Regions from separate parts of the Zea mays genome. Here regions 1 and 3 are each linked to region 2. A link is a contact called in public Hi-C data. All regions are on one chromosome and are shown on one strand. Each heading gives the region's core, a stretch centred on a gene start, on an enhancer-like site or on the middle of the called end of the contact. The rest is flanking DNA. Distances are from core to core; before and after follow the strand shown. Region 1 holds the start of LOC100279246. Region 2 holds the start of LOC100191929. Region 3 holds the start of LOC103633413.

Region 1 (3,434 bases), core at 715-3,214, 250 kb before region 2:
CGGTGGGCCTCAACGGACCGGGCCGGGCACTAGCCCGAACCAACAGTAGAACGGTATATAAATACATATATTTAACATAATTAATCATATATAATAACATATTATTTATATATATTAAGACAACAAAATATTTATGTATGCATTTTATATTTATGTATGCATTTTATATATGTTTGGCCGCGTATTTAGTATTTACATACTATGAGAGAATTAAATGTATTTACATATTTAGTATTTACATAAATATGCGGGCCGCCGTCGTGCCGACCCATTTATCGTGCCGGGCCGGGCCAAAGCACGCGGGCCGCCGTATGTGCCCATACCCGGCCCGCTAAACGGGCCGTGCCGGCCCGGGCCCGTAACCGACCGTGCCGGGCCGTGTTTGGACCAGGCTAAATTCGTGCCGTGCCACGGGCCAAACGGGCGGCCCGCACTGTTTGGACATCTATACGTGAACCTTCAACTCAGGGAAACAAGATTGGTCCGCAAGCAACCTCCTGCGCTTTTCAGTTTCCACAGCAACGTGCCACCCATCGCATCGGCACCGGCAGCACGGCTGCGGCCTCCCCCCACCATGCCATTCCGAATCTTACATTTCGCGGATTTCCTCGCCCTCCAGACTCCTAGTGAAAACCGAAAGTTTTTCTCCTCGCGAATCAGACGCGCTTCCATCTCTACCGCGCAAGGTTTTGCCAAAAAAATAGTAAAAAATCCTAAAAGCGGAGGTGCGCGTGGAACACACCTGCCGCCCGACCTGTTTGTCTGTTTGCGGCGCGACGTGACGGTCGCACGGCGCGGCGTCACGAATCGGTTTGGTCGCTCCCCAATGGGTCCGAAAGGAACAGAGCGGAATGGACTAGCACGGCCCGGTTTCCGTGCGGGCGCCATCCCGTCGCGGAGCGCCCAACCGGGATGGAATGGAACGCTGCAAAACTGAAACCAAGGGGCAGCAGAAACAGACGCGCCCGGAGTTGCCCGAGTCAGCACGGAATTTCCTCTCCCTCGCCCACCCATCGGAAACGAACTCCGCTTTTACCTCTTCCTCGCCCCTCCCTCGGAAACGAACTGACGCTTGGCGTGGCTGACGGGTGGGGCCGCCCACCACGTGTGGCGGCCGGGTGGCGTAAAGGGACTCCCGTTTCCTGTCCCGTGCGTGTCCCGCACCCCACCTCGCAACAACCCACATTAATGTGGGGGCCGCTGCAACCGACACCCACCGCGCCCGGCATCGGCCGTCCGTCCGTCGCAACCCGGCGAATCTCGAGGCGTCCGCCCGCGTGCCCTGCCCCCACCGAGCGCTGCCGCTGGTGGCTGGGGCCCTCACTCGCAGGCAGAGACAGGCACGCGTGAACGCACCACCAGCAATGGTGATGGCCCACATGTCGGACGGTGAAATTGGAACAGCTACAGGACGCTGCTTTGTTGCTCCGTATAACTGTAACAGTAGGTGCAGTGGCTTTTCTGTTCCGCTTTTCCCGTCGGCCATCAGCCAATACAAAATTGTCTCGCCAAACAGAAACAGAGGCATGAGCCACAGCCACAGATCCGTGCCACTTATACAAGCGGGTCCTGTCCACCCGCGAGCATCTGGGAGATGGTAAACGGCGATCGGCGAACCAACAACATTACAACAGACGCCCGCCTCCCGTAACAGCATCCAGAAAGCCCGCGAATCCTAAAGCACAGCACCCACGGGCTCCGGCCGCCGCCTACCCGCCGCTTCCCGATCCCACACGCCGACACATGGGTCCGGACCCATCTATCGGCCCTGCGGCTCCACATAGTCGTTAGGTTTCCGCTCGACGCCGCGTCGCCCTCTCGCCGGCCTCCCGTTTCACGAATCTTCGGATGCCCAGATCCGGCTCTCCTCTTCCCACCTCCTCTTCACTGTCTACTACTGCCGCTAGCCGCGCCTGCTTGCTGCTTCCCCCTCTCTTTTTCTCTCGTCTCCATTCCAGCATCGCCACCACCAGTCCACCATTCCAGCATCATCACCACCACCCGAGACAAAAAAATAAAAAAAACCCAACAACACTGTAACGAGAATATACGGCAAAACCCTAGATCTCTCTCTCCTCTCGGCATTGCTGGCTGGGGTGTGCGGCGGCCCGCAGTGGTGAGGGACGCACGGCGATGGCCTCCGCCGCCGCCGTCATCGCCTCGCCGGCCCCCGGCGCCGCCGCGGCCGAGCCCGCCGCCTGGCTCGTCGACGAGCGCGACGGCTTCATCACCTGGCTGCGCGGCGAGTTCGCCGCCGCCAACGCCATCGTCGACCACCTCATCTTCCACCTCCGCTCCATCAGCGAGCCGGGCGAGTACGACCACGTCTTCTCTCTCGTCCAGCAGCGCCGCCACCACTGGCCGCACGTGATCCACATGCAGCAGTTCTTCCCCGTCAGCGACATCGCCTTCGCGCTCCAGCAAGCCAGCTGGCGCCGCCACGCGCCGCCGGCCCAGGCGCTCGGGGCTGGCGCGTCGCCGGCCGCGCTCCCGCCGCCGCCTCCTCGCCGCGCCTCGTTCTCGCAGTCCCATCACTCCCACCAGCACCATCGCCACGGCGCCCACTACCGCCCCGATCCAGCGCGCGGCGCCGCCACTGCGGCGACTGGATCCGAGAAAGATGGTTAGACGAGATCTTTTCGTGTGATGCACTGCTTTTATTTTTTTTCTTTTTGTGATAGTGTGCTCTAATTTTATTTGTTTGGCATTAGTATAATGTCTGTTTCGTTGCCACACGGAGTTCTGATGGGTCAAAAACGGTACGATCCATCAAATGCATTTTCACTGTGCATTTGATTTTCTTGTTTACTGATCGGTCTTCAAGGTATTGAACCAACGATGCATTGTTGCCAAAATGCTGATATCTCTACGTGTTAATGTGGTAGCCTAAAGCTGATCAAGCGTTGCTGCTTTTGGCTTCTGTATGTGTTAATAAATGTCGATGTCTTAAAGGTCAAGCTTTTAACGTGCTGAATTGTGTGATTCTGCACCAATTGCCAACTGGAGAGGCCCTAAAGATACTGATAAGGCCTTCCCTGTGTTAATTTATGTATATAGATAGGCACGTGCAAAACTATTCAGAGCTTCTCCATGTGGATAGTGTTCATTCTGAGCATTTCATAGGTCTTCTTGGTCCACAATGAAGTGAGTTAAATATTTATTCTGCTGTCTTAGTTGTGATTTATGTAAGGATGATATATTTGAATCTTGCACTCAAGCATCTGCATGGGAGATTAAAGTTGAGTTATCCATGCTAGTGCAGTTACGATTTCATTTTAACTCATTTAATGCAGTATGTTAGCTGTTTGCATGTTACCTTGACAAAGGTGGCAAATTCATGAGTAATTAATTTAAAATAATCTCTCATGTGCTCTTGATTTCCCTTAGGACGTGAAGTTCATAATAACAAGGAAGGGAGGGGGCTGAAAGAAGCG
Region 2 (3,633 bases), core at 563-3,062:
GTGAAATGTATGGAAAATGTTTGCAAATGCTGATATTGAATAGAACTTCCTTTTTCAAATTATCGTATACAAATTAAGGGGTATATCTGGTACTATGTCTCATCTCAAACATGCCTCAACGGTGGTAATTATCATGCAATCCAAATATTTATGCAGGATAGGTCTATATATGCTTATTAGTTCTTAACACAGGTACATCCAATAGAATATGTTTAGAAAGATTGGTGTCCTTTTAAGAAATGTTGACATCAGTGTAGCTGCAAATAAACATGTCATTTATTCCATCTAACAAGATGGGTGCAACAAATGAGAAAACATCAAGTTCCTCTAAAATGTAGCTGATAGACAAAACATCTTCCAATCTATGATATGTTAGACCATCATGCTTTGAGCCTGTCACTTGCATAGTGGCCATAGAATAAAAGTTGACAGGTTATATGACCAATACTAGAATATGTTTGTTACCTCTGTTACCCACATGGGTTTTGAGTCGTTGCTTAGGCGTTGAGACATACCGCAGGGGCTTGTTTGGGAGCAAGAATACCGGAAGGGATTGGAGGTGCTAAAATTTTCTTGCTATTCAGATTTGAAAAGCAAGGGGATTTTAGCCCCTCCAATCCCCTCTAGTATCCTTGTTCCCAAACAAGCCCCAAGTGTCACATGAAGCCACAGGGTCTTAGTTATGACATTGACCTAGGCATCACCTAGGGCTCCTAGGTGTCCAGGTTATACCTCCTGTGCTATAGCCTATAGGAGATCACATAGCCTAAAAAACATGGCTACCCATATTCCAAATTTTGCTTCTGCGTCTTGTACTGTTCCTAATTTCTGGTTCTCTAACTTATCTACTCAAAAGTAAAACTTTGCTTCTTTCCAGAGCCATTTAAAGTTTCGAAAGTAATCATCTTACTAAACAGGTGTATTGAAATCAAATTGAAGATGAGAGCATCAATAAAACTTTACAAAATTTTAATACGATCTTATCTGGCCAGTTCACGCTTTTCCATCTAATTAGGAAGTAGAACACCAACTAAACAACTGGCCCTTAAGGGGAAAACAATCACTACATATTTCAGATTTACAAAGCTAAGCAGGAAAAGCAGAAACCTAGAAGCACCACACAAATCTAAACATGGAAGGGAATCAATCACTCACAGATTTCTCGAAGCGAATGCGCTCTTCGGCGGTGCAAATCTCCGAGGTGCACATCAGTCTGTGCTCCTTCTTCCAGTAGAGATCTGCACCCACATCAGAAAAAAGAACGAACCAGTCAGCCCGAAACGGGGTCGCAAGCCAACCTAGGTCGGGGTCTCACGGAAGAGGCGATGCTCGCACCGAGGATCTGGAAGGCGGCGAAGGGTATCACACTGGACAGGGGCTGCAGGAACAAGGACGTGAGCGCGACGATCTGGCCCCGCACAGCGCGGGGCACCGGGAGCGTGACCAGCGCAGCCACCGCAGCTTCCACCGCCACCACGCACGCCAGGATCATCCATTGCAGCGCCATCGGAACCCTGCTCGAGTCGAAGACTCCAGAAAATTCTCTCGTGAACGGGGCAAGGAAGGAAAGCAGAACCGCGGGCGCCTCGGTCTCTCTGATCTGCGAGTTCGTACGGATGGGAAGAGAAGTGAATGTGCGGGTTGGTTCGCCTTCTAGTAGGTTCTAGGTGAGCGGATCACGGACAGGTGGATTGAAGACGCGTCGCATCGGTTTATTCGTCTCGGGCTCTCGGCGATTTGCCTCATCGCCAAGCGATTCGATGAGGTCGTTTTCGCGGCGACTTGGACCAGGCTCCCCTCCTCTCAAATTTGGGCTGGTATCCTCACAAACGGCCCGTTAAGGCCTTCCTCTCTCCTTTCTTTCCCGTTCGCCCTTGGTCCGCCTCGCTTCTTCTCGTGCCGCCTCCCCCTGTTTCCACGAGCTGGGGTTTTAGCGGCGAAAAGAGGGAAAAGAAAGCCAGCGAGAGAGACGGAAAGGGGAAGATGAGCCGGAGCCTGGGGATCCCGGTGAAGTTGCTCCATGAGGCAGCGGGTCACGTGGTGACGGTGGAGCTCAAGACCGGCGAAGTGTACCGGGGGTCATTGGTCGAGTGCGAGGATAACTGGAATTGCCAGCTCGAGAACATAACCTTCACTGCCAAGGTATGCTCTCCCTGCCCGCGCTACCTTCGGATCTGAGCTATATTCTCATGGATTATGGTTCCCTGAATATTTTCTTCCTTTCTGTTGGTTAATCTGCAGGATGGGAAGGTTTCGCAGCTGGAGCACGTCTTCATCAGAGGAAGCAGAGTGAGGTAATCGAAAAACTAGATTTGTTTCGTCATGCAATGTTGTTGAGTTACGGCGGCCTAATTTTTTTTTCTGTGTGTGGGTTTTGCTGCTGTTATGTTACAGATTTATGATTATACCTGATATGCTCAAGAACGCTCCCATGTTCAAGCGCTTGGAAGCGAGGATTAGGGTTTGTTACTGATGATTCCCTGTACCTCTTAGTGTCTTGTTGTGAGAAAACTAATGGTGAGATGGTATATAATTTTCTTGTTTTGTCGAATGTAGGGCAAAGGATCAGCTATTGGAGTTGGTCGTGGACGTGCTGTTGCAATGCGTGCTCGGGTATGTTGCTTTCCATTGTTTTGAGTTGTGACACTTTTCGCTTTGATTGTTTCACCAGTGTATCTTTATTTCATTACATAGTTTTCACTATAATGACTAACCTGTTTGTGTAATTTGCAAAAGAAAATGCAATGAGTATGTGCCCTTGTGAAATAATAAAGTTAACTGTGCATTAACTCTTTCCAAAGGCACCACAACACTTTTGTTGGTTGACTGCATAGAATAATCTCACTCATATCAGTTAAAATTATGAATTTATGGGGTATTTTTTCGTACGCTATCAAACATGTCAAAGATGAATAATGCTGCAAATCTGCTCATGGATAGCTAGAACATCTCCATCAGTTCTGTTATTGAATTCTAGTTTAATGGATAATTGGATATCACAAAATATTGGGGAGTTGTTTTTTTTGTTTTCTCATCAGTATGATAGCTAGAACCTCTCCATCAGTTATGTGCTCTTCATCAAAACACTGTTACTTTGGATCTCCTTTTTTTCCTCGCTCTACCTCAATCATTGTTTTTCCCGTTGCCTTTGGTTTGGCTGTATATGATTGGCTCAGATATGAGTACATGATATACATTACAAACCACTAAAACATATTCACTTCTATTGGTCCACCTTCTATAATTTGATTTTATCTTCTTTTGCCCGTGAGGCCATAACTAATGGAAACCTAAAATGACTATATAGGGTTGCAAATTGCTGCCTCTAGGGTTTCCATCGACCCTCTTTAATATAATTGTTAGTGTTAGACTGTGTTTGGGCCGACACCACTGTTGGGCTGCCAGCCCATTAGGGTTAGGGTTGAGTCTATATATATTGTATCCCATCTATTATCAATACATCATCCATTACACTATTCTACATGGTATCAAAGGATTAGGTTTAGGGTTTCTCCTCCCACCTCCCACACCAGCCGCCAATTGCTTCCACACCAGCCGCCGCCCCTCGGGAGGCTCATCCTTCCCTCCCGGGGGCGGCCACACCCCAGCAGCCAGCCCTCGGCCGCCGAGCCT
Region 3 (3,392 bases), core at 654-3,153, 200 kb after region 2:
CCGAAGGTGAGTAGTTCGGAGTCAGGTTCCCTGGTGCACCGGACACTGTCCGGTGGCGCACCGGACAGTCCGGTGCGCCAGACCAGGGCACATTTCGGTTGTCTTTTGCTCTCTTTATTTGAATCATTTCTTGGTCTTTTTATTGGTTTGTTGTGAACCTTTGGCACCTGTAGAACTTATAATCTAGAGCAAACTAGTTAGTCCAATTATTTGTGTTGGGCACTTCAACCACCAAAATCAATTAGGAAAAGGTGTAAGCCTATTTCCCTTTCAGTTTGGTTATCACTTTGTGGAGATTATGGGTGGTACAGTTCAAGGTGTAAATGGTTGTGGGTGATTCACCATGCTAGAGTGGTAAAGAATCAATTCATATAGAGCACTAGAACCTTACGCGAATGGTGGACGATGACATCCTTGTGCAGAAGCTGCAATGAGGAATAGTGGAGAGTATCGACTCTCCGATGCCGTGGGAAAACATCACTGTGTTTCTAACCCTTCTTAACTTTGAGCATCTATATCTAGGAAATTTAATTATTGTCTTTATACTACTAGAATTAACATGCTAAAATAGGGTTAGAACATAGGGTGAATTTTTTTATGATCGAACAGAAAACACTCTTAGGCATAAGAGGTGAAGTGGATTATCTAATAGGATTTATTTGTTAGAGTTTTTTAGTTTATCCCAATTCACCTCTCTTAGACATCTGAATTCTTTCAATTGGCATCAAAGCCTCGTGCTCATTGGTTTAGGCATCATTCACTTAGACAAAGATGTCCGATGGTGATGGACCCCTCCCATGTTCGAGGGAGATGATTTTTCTTGTTACAAAAATCATATAGAGGCATATCTAGTTGCCATTGATGTGAAAGTCTTTAGAGTCACCATAAAAGGACTTCCAAAACATAAGGACCCACCATCCTAGTTGGTGATAAGGTACACTATGAGAAGTGGAATGCACATGCCAAAATCACTCTCTTTATATGTCTTTGCAAGGCTTGTTTTAATCAGGCATGGAACCACGAGGATGCCCATCCATTATAGTCGTACATTTGTACACTCTATGAGAGAACAATGAGTGACCATGAGGAACAATATCATCTTGTAATGAAGAAATTAAATTCCTAATATTATGCTCACCACTATCTCAACTTTTCTAGCCTTTTCATCCATAGGAAAATCAACTAAAACGCACAGACACGGATATATACAAACTCACATCCATAGGCTAATCTGAAGGTGAAAAAACATAGAAAAGAACTAGGAATAGAATAGGTTATTGATACTAATCTTAAAAATATAAAAGTTAAAGTAATAGTGGAACGAATGAGCCTCTAACTTAACATAGAAAATAACGAAGAATAGAATATGTTACTTATACAGATACTAAAAATATAAAAAGATACAATAATAGTGGAACGAATGAGCCTGTAAGAGCACCTTCAAGAGTATTTTTAAATTTCACTCTCTAAATTATCATTTGGAGAGTCATTTATATTAAAACCACTTTCTATATATTTTCAATCTCCAACGGTAAAATATCTATTTATATAGATTATGAAGGATATAAAGAGTCTCTTGGAGTTGCTCTAACTGATATAGTTGTCGTCCAGGGTTAATCTCATTTTACTTATCCATAATTTAGAATATTAGTATAAATATAGATAGAGAAGAAATTAATTATCAACAAAAAAAATCATACAATGTATATCGTTCTATATCTTTGTTTCGTACAATTTTTTTTTTGCGCACCGCACCGCACGGACCTAGTTAAGGAGATAAACCAATTAGCCGCTGCACATGCGTACAGGGCAACAGGCCCGTCACCAGTTTGGAACAAGAAGGCCCATTAAGGGCCCAACTAAACCAGCCAGATATATATTACTGCGAAGTAACCCTAACCGCCAACAGTCTCGGCCTCTCCTCCCGGCTTCCTCACACGGCACTCCAGCCGCTAGCCCTCACTCAACCAGACAACCAGTACACCACCGCCACCAAGCCCGGGCCGAATAACTCTGCCGGGCAACCGCCGCCCTTCGCCGGCAAAGAACGCCCACCAGGTATTCCCACCCATCTCGTCCCGGTCTGCAGTGCGAAACTGACTTTTCAAACCCTAACATCAAGTTATTTGGCTGTTTCATGCTTATTTACCTTCTACCTTTTTGCTGAAAAACTATGGTGGTATTTACGCCCATCTCCCTCTACTAGATCCACCCCGGCCTGCTATGGAGTCCGCGGTGAACCCGAAGGCGTACCCGCTGGCTGATGCGCAGCTGACGATGGGTATCCTCGATATCATCCAGCAGGCCGCCAACTACAAGCAGCTCAAGAAGGGAGCGAACGAAGGTACCGTACCAATACCTTGTGCACGTCTCCTGACCTGTACTCTGTTAATTCTGGGGTTTATACTTATTCAATTTGTGTCTTTTGTGTTTGCGCGCAGCGACGAAAACCCTGAATAGGGGGATATCGGAGTTCGTTGTGATGGCGGCGGACACGGAGCCTCTCGAGATCCTGCTCCACCTCCCCTTGTTAGCCGAGGATAAGGTACTGATTTTTTCTCTCTCCTCTTTTGTTTTGTAATGTAGTGCTGTGTGATTATTGTTTTTTTTGGATTATAGTGTTTTTTGTTATTAGATCTTTTTCTGTGTGATAAGGTAGGTAGTTTGGACGCCACTATCTGTCATGTTGGTTGTGAATACATCATATTATCAGGCGCATCTTTGCCACATAACTCTGGATGCAGCTGAAGTTGTCTTGACTGCCCTTTATTTACTGTTACATGGAAAACAAGAATTTGTTGTATTGTGAGTGACAATGAACGTCGTTGACTGCTTAAGCTACATAGGATTTATTATTTGCTTTGATTGAAATGAAGCCAATCTTTTGATGATAAACATCGTGGATACTTGCAACATTATGTTGTCAGATACTGTCTTACTATGTCCACAAACTAATTACTTCAACTATGTTTCTCAGATACTCCCCACGTTAGAGAATATAATGCTCATTTTACATCGTTTTCAGCTAACATTTTTTCTATTAGCATATACTTTTTGTGTCGCGAGGTTGATATCATGAGATACGTACCCAAAACGTTTTTTATGACTAACATTTGATAACATAATAAGATACTTATGCAGTAATTGTTGGTTAATTTTGTCATAACAAAATGGAATATATCTTTCAAGGGGTTTGAATTGAAATGCCTCAAAGCCAGGAGTTTTTTTTTACAAATTTAGTGCTAGCAGGTTAGATGCTGTTGAGTAACAGATATGCAATGATAGTTCAATTCAGCCCGGCAATGCAGTCATGTTAGTTGATTTGGCTTGTGTTTAGTTAGTTCTACATGATTCTTTGTGCTCTCTTTATCCTGCTTGGTTGATGACCTACT

What was found. A called contact is a pair of places that touch in the nucleus more often than the background predicts.
Region 1: a Hi-C map of ear shows a contact between it and region 2, with 1.9 times the contacts expected there. The contact joins the promoter of LOC100279246 here to the promoter of LOC100191929 in region 2. A contact is called at or near these places in 3 of 25 Hi-C or Micro-C datasets (ear, endosperm and tassel).
Region 3: a contact with region 2 is called in a Hi-C map of tassel, with 4 times the contacts expected there. The contact joins the promoter of LOC103633413 here to the promoter of LOC100191929 in region 2. A contact is called at or near these places in 3 of 25 Hi-C or Micro-C datasets (ear, leaf and tassel) and 1 of 3 datasets of contacts at active chromatin or transcription factors (leaf).

What each region holds. Positions count from the first base shown.
Region 1 is chr1:32,045,258-32,048,691 of Zm-B73-REFERENCE-NAM-5.0, forward strand. It overlaps LOC100279246, which reads left to right and starts at 1,965. Exons shown (of 8, transcript NM_001152267.1): 1 at 1,965-2,623; 2 at 3,388-3,434. The coding sequence starts at 2,134.
Region 2 is chr1:32,297,370-32,301,002 of Zm-B73-REFERENCE-NAM-5.0, forward strand. LOC100191929 reads right to left here and starts at 1,813. Exons shown (of 6, transcript NR_183654.1): 1 at 1,336-1,813; 2 at 1,156-1,238. It overlaps LOC103633373 (small nuclear ribonucleoprotein Sm D3-like), which reads left to right and starts at 1,729. Exons shown (of 5, transcript NM_001301604.2): 1 at 1,729-2,142; 2 at 2,242-2,294; 3 at 2,395-2,461; 4 at 2,557-2,613. The coding sequence starts at 1,984.
Region 3 is chr1:32,492,560-32,495,951 of Zm-B73-REFERENCE-NAM-5.0, forward strand. LOC103633413 reads left to right here and starts at 1,904. Exons shown (of 5, transcript NM_001368826.1): 1 at 1,904-2,058; 2 at 2,207-2,344; 3 at 2,442-2,545. The coding sequence starts at 2,224.